Linked DNA regions of Hordeum vulgare: region 2 is linked to region 1. A link is a contact called in public Hi-C data. All regions are on one chromosome and are shown on one strand. Each heading gives the region's core, a stretch centred on a gene start, on an enhancer-like site or on the middle of the called end of the contact. The rest is flanking DNA. Distances are from core to core; before and after follow the strand shown.

Region 1 (2,734 bases), core at 134-2,633:
CCTACCTTGGTTTTTGACTATCAATCCCATCAATTTATGGGAGCGGCATTTGGCTCCCGAGCTCGTCTGCACCTACATCGATGAATAAAAATCAAAATAAATAGTAGAAGAATTCAAAATTTTCAAAAGAAAATTTGTGGTAGATAACTTAATGCACGAAGGCCGCTTCAAATTTCATCTTATTTGAACATATGAGCAGCTCTCATTAAAAAAGACAAATCTGGGTCTGTAAAAAAGGTTAACTATTCACGAACTTTTCTGATCCAATTTGTCTTTTTTCTGAGAGCTGATCAGATGTTCAAATAGGATGAAAGTTGGAGCGGACCTCACGCATCAAATTATGTACTGCACAAAAAAATTTAGAATTTTTTGAATTTTCTAGTATTTCTTTTGAATTTTTTCGTGAGCGGGAGCAGCTAAGCCTGGGGCAAAGTTGAATTATCCACAATTTATATATGTCTTTGAATTGCATATCAACAAACCGTCTTGATAAGCAACGGATGAGACGTTCATCTAATTAATCCCCACAAAAAATGTCTCCCTCTAGGAAAGGTCCAATAAAAGGTTGCGCAATGAGCCAACAAAAGTTGGATGAAATTATGCATGAATTAAATTGAAGAAATAATCATGAAATTTAAACTGGCATTTCAAGCATCATGATATCATGCAATTCGAATTGTAGTGCCCTATTAAAGGTTGTGTAATGTGCCTACACCATTGAAAGAGATTATCCATGAATTAAATTGTAGGCATCACTCACGGTACTTAAACTGGAATTTCGAGCGGGAGGATCCAAAGTGCCATGCCCGATCAAAGGCCGCGCAATGAGCCGACGCCGTTGGAAGTAATTATCCATAGATTACGTGCAACATGGCATCATGCTTGCACATAGATTCTTACTAAATTTAAATATTTATTAGCTTTATTCTTCCATTGCAACGCACGGGCATATGTGCTAGTCTTTAACCAATATTTTGGGACACGAAATAGTAAAGAATTGCAACGAAACATTGCCCTACCTTCAACCTTGTTTAGAAGGAATACATATTCACACATGCTTTGCACAACAGCGGACCTAACGTCGCTCCAGTTCACTCAAACCGAAGGCTGTACAAAAAGCATTTTCCTTGTTCAAGGCGGACCTAACGCTGCTATAGCTCATTTTTTAACTGAAGCTTGTTAAGAAATGGGTTTGCCATGGGCAGCTCCACTTCTCCCCTAGCTTATGAAAAGATCGCATTGTTCAGGTTACGTACAGCTTGCTTACAAGGAAGAAAATGAGAAGGTTGCTTCGCATTTTGTTTTGACCCGTCCACTACAGCTCGAGATATCCAAAAGTGGACAGCTGGGAGTTGCACCCTGGCATAGTGGCACCGCATTGGTCAGCGGCGTGGGTATACCTCATCCTCTGCCAAGTCAGCATCGCCCCATTGCCAACCATGTTCAGGACATGAGCGTCCGCGGCTTATAAATGCGTGGCCTCAAGAGGTAGCAGGAAAAATCAAAGAGAGAAAGAGTCCTGAAAACCATTTTTTCTTTCGTTTTCGCTGAATTCTTGTGACAACGACTCGTGTAAAGATTGGGTGGTGCCCGAAAATTCGGCCATTCAATTATGTTTGCGTTCGATTATCAGTTTTGAAGTGTACAAGATAACAAACGAGCAGGCCTCGCGAAAAGGAAAAAGGGTCATTTCAAGGGAGCAAGAGGTGCAGCGATCGACACACTGACAAATTGCACTGTAGCTATGTAGCGACCTTGTTGGCAGACACTCTTGACGCTGTATTTTGCAAAAGTTTGGCAGACCTTGCTATTTAGCGACCTTGTTGGCAGACCTTGCTATGTAGCTACAAGTTTGCAAGCTCTTTTCGTTAAACTTTGCAAACCTAAAAACAAGGCCAAACAGAACCCGACGTAGGTTTCAACCCCGAAAATGACAATGATATTGTTGGCTTTGTGTGTACACCTTGCCTCCCATTATTCTTGCAAAAGAACTGATCTTCAAACTACACAATGAAAGGCAGCCAGGGAGGAGATTTGTAGCAGGAGAGGGGCAGGCACCCCTCCCCCCTTTGGATTTTGATATTTAATCTGTCGTGTCTTTTGAGCAGAAGTCCAAATTAAGTTCTTTTTTCATATTTGCGTTTCGGGTGACGAGGACTTTCAAATGAGATTCATTTTGAAAACGTTTTGACGAGTTTATAAAACTTCATTGGGTTTCAACTTTTGAAACTTGGTATGAATGACCGAGAAAATCATAAGTTTCAGAACTCGTGACCGACAAAATAGTTAGGGGCTGTTTGGTTCCCAACCTAAGGTTGCCACGCCTAACCTTAGTCATGCCACAATACCTTAGGCATGTGTTTGGTTCATTGCCACATTTGTGGCTTGCCACACTTTTTTAGTTATATGGTCCACATGTCATACACTTAATTTTTTGCCAAATCTTACCACACTTGTTGTGTCCATTTTGTTAGCCACACTTTTTATGGCAGCCACACTTTACCTAAGGTTAGTTGTGGCAAAGTTAATCATAAACCAAACAGGCCCTTAGTTTCACAAACTAAATTTAAAACTTGTTGTGCAGGTGTGTGCCCCGCATCTGCATGCCCCTGCGAGTTTTTGGAACAATCAGCAGCTTTCCAAGAGAAGTTTGTTGAGAGAAAAATTTGTGTCCGTTTTTTCATTCATAGTGGTTGAATTAACCAAATTTTCTTACAATTAGAACTAAATAAAC
Region 2 (2,734 bases), core at 91-2,590, 280 kb after region 1:
TAAGAATCACAACCATGTAGGTAGTGTGTTGCTTGGAGGAACACTATTTAACTCGGGAGAGCAAGGTTCAATCCATGCTTCTTCCAATTTTCTTTTTCTCCTTTTATTTTCCTGAATTGGGCGGGACAATGTTGTAATTTCGGCCCACAATCTCTATGTTTACATTTCACTTTTTTTGGACAGATTCAAATATTTTTCAAAATATTCATATCTTTCAAACTCTAACTACAAATCTAACATGTTATATATAGAAATCCCTGAGAAAAATGTGTAGATTACAAATATACTATTATCTTGCATGTTAATCATTTCTAAATTTATGTTTAGGCGCAAACTTAATTAAATACCTTTTTATATTGAGTATTTTGAAAACGCCCATTACACATGTATCCTACCCCATTTGAAGTGAATATTCAAATCTTATATTTAGAAATTCCTTGGAAAAATATGTAGATTTCAAATATGCTATTATCTTGCATGTTTAACATTTCTAGAATTATGTTTAGGGTGCAACCTTTTTTATACAGGGTATTTTGAAAATGCATATTATATATGTTTCTTACCCCATTTGAATTAAGTAGCTATGATAGTTTAATGCCCTCATAAAAGATATTATTGACACCACATGGGATGTTAGTCCTACTAGCTACCATATGCTATCTATTTAAAACGATGCACAATAACTAACTCATATACGATGTTGTACAATAAACTGTTGATACAGGGCTTATGTAAACAAGTGGCTTAACATTGATTTCCATATTGTTTGAAATTGTGCCAATAAAGTTTCTTGTAAACACCTTGAGTACACTCAAAAATCATCCCATTTTTATGTTTCTCTACAACATCATTTATTATGTTGTTTTCTTTTGTGAGGTTTATCACATTGTTTGTTGTTTGCCATCATGAAAGTTTTCAATGGATTGTTGATGTTGTTGAGTGTGTGTGTGAAGGGTGATTTTTTCGTTCCGTTGCAACATCCGAACATGTTTGCTACTATATAATATAATGGGCATTGGTTTTCGTAAAAGTCAAACTTCATAAACTCTGATCATCGTACATATAGAAAGAAACATATTTATATCTATAATACATAGTAATCATATGAAAAAACATTTTTATGATGAATCTGATGACATTGGTTTGGTATTTTAGACGTCCATATATTTTGATAAATTTGGTTGAAATTTACAAAGTCTGACTTAAAAAACATAGACGAAAGGAGTGCTGTAGAGTAAAGCAGAGCCCCAAGATTTTGCATTTCCTTTGGATTTGTGATTTATACTATCGTGGTCCAGAAGAAAAAAAAAAGCACAATTCTCGGCGCAATAATCGATTAACGACGCCAGAAAAAACACGGGACAACCAGACAACCGGTGGCCACCGGGGGCGACGGAGCGCGCGGAGGATATGGCCGCACTCGCCCACCACCACCGTGTCCTTTCCTTCACCTCCTTGGCAACTCCAAGAACCCGTCTCCCCTTCGCATCCTCCTCGTCGCCTCCCACGCATGCCGGCCTCAGAGGCGCCCGTGTTCTCCGGCACGCCTTCGGCGGCGGCAGCGCGCCCCCCGCCGCCAGCTCGTCGCTGGAGGAGCTGTCCCGGAGCTGCACCACCTGGTCATGGCGAGGGATGCGCGTGAACTACCTGGTCAGGGGGGAGGGCCTGCCCGTGCTGCTCGTCCACGGCTTCGGCGCCTCCGTCGCGCACTGGCGCAGGTGAGCAAGCCGATCGAGCCCGGCCAGGCTCTACGGATGTTTACTTCACGAATGTTATCTGAACATTTGTTTTCAGGAACATTGGCGTGTTGTCTGAATCCAACACGGTTTATGCCATCGATTTGCTCGGGTTCGGGGCGTCAGACAAGCCTGCTGGATTCTCTTACACCATGGAAACATGGGCCGAGGTGAGTCCTCGGTTTGGCCACTACTCGTAGCTAACAATCAACAGATCATGGCGTGTAGTTAAATTGGTTAATTGCATATCTGGTTTTGTGCCAAGCAGTTGATCCTGGAGTTCTTGGACGAGGTCGTCAAGAGGCCCACCGTGCTCGTTGGCAACTCTGTGGGGAGCCTTGCTTGTGTCATTGCTGCCTCAGGTTAGACATCTTCTACTGAGGCCACATCCTGGTGTTAATGTCGAACATGGAGCGGTAACTCTGTAGCTGCTTCTGCAGAACGATTTTGCAGCTGACAATTATACATCAGTTTTGCCCATCCCATGTGATAGAGCAATTGCAGGAAGACCTACTTCTGAATTATTTAGATGGAAACCTTCTCTGTTTTTAACCAGGCAGATATTAGCTTCTCCTTTAATCAAATCAATCAAGCTTAGTTACAGCGGTTAATCAACGTCTGTAGTCATTTTACTCACTCTGAAATGTTGACTTTGTTTGTTAATGCTGAATGAACGACAGATTCTACCAGGGACCTTGTCCGGGGACTCGTTCTGCTGAACTGCTCAGGTGGGATGAACAATAAGGCGATCGTGGATGACTGGAGGATCAAGCTGCTCTTGCCTCTGCTCTGGCTAATCGACTTTCTGCTCAAACAAAAGAGCATCGCATCGGCGCTCTTCGGGCGTGTGAAAGAAAGGCATGTCTTCACTACATTGGTTTTAGTTACCCGGTCCCTTGGCCGACTGACATGGTGATGTATATACTGATTCCTGAGCTGAAACAGGGAGAATCTGAAGAACATCTTGATGTCTGTCTACGGAAACAAAGACGCCGTGG

What was found. Hi-C and Micro-C count contacts between places; a contact is called where the count stands out from the background.
Region 2: a contact with region 1 is called in a Hi-C map of leaf, with 2.8 times the contacts expected there. The contact joins the promoter of LOC123412844 here to the enhancer-like site in region 1. A contact is called at or near these places in 2 of 6 Hi-C or Micro-C datasets (leaf and seedling).

The regions. Positions count from the first base shown.
Region 1 is chr1H:429,591,253-429,593,986 of MorexV3_pseudomolecules_assembly, forward strand. No RefSeq gene overlaps it. Among protein-coding and RNA genes, the nearest start is that of LOC123442799, 71 kb to the right of the region's middle. Within about 2 kb of position 1,384, at least 3 of the 3 cell types and tissues checked have open chromatin away from gene starts, as enhancers often do. A contact at or near this core is called in leaf and seedling, where this site is marked.
Region 2 is chr1H:429,872,223-429,874,956 of MorexV3_pseudomolecules_assembly, forward strand. It overlaps LOC123412844 (pheophytinase, chloroplastic), which reads left to right and starts at 1,341. Exons shown (of 6, transcript XM_045105800.1): 1 at 1,341-1,718; 2 at 1,795-1,906; 3 at 2,005-2,098; 4 at 2,417-2,594; 5 at 2,682-2,734. The coding sequence starts at 1,411.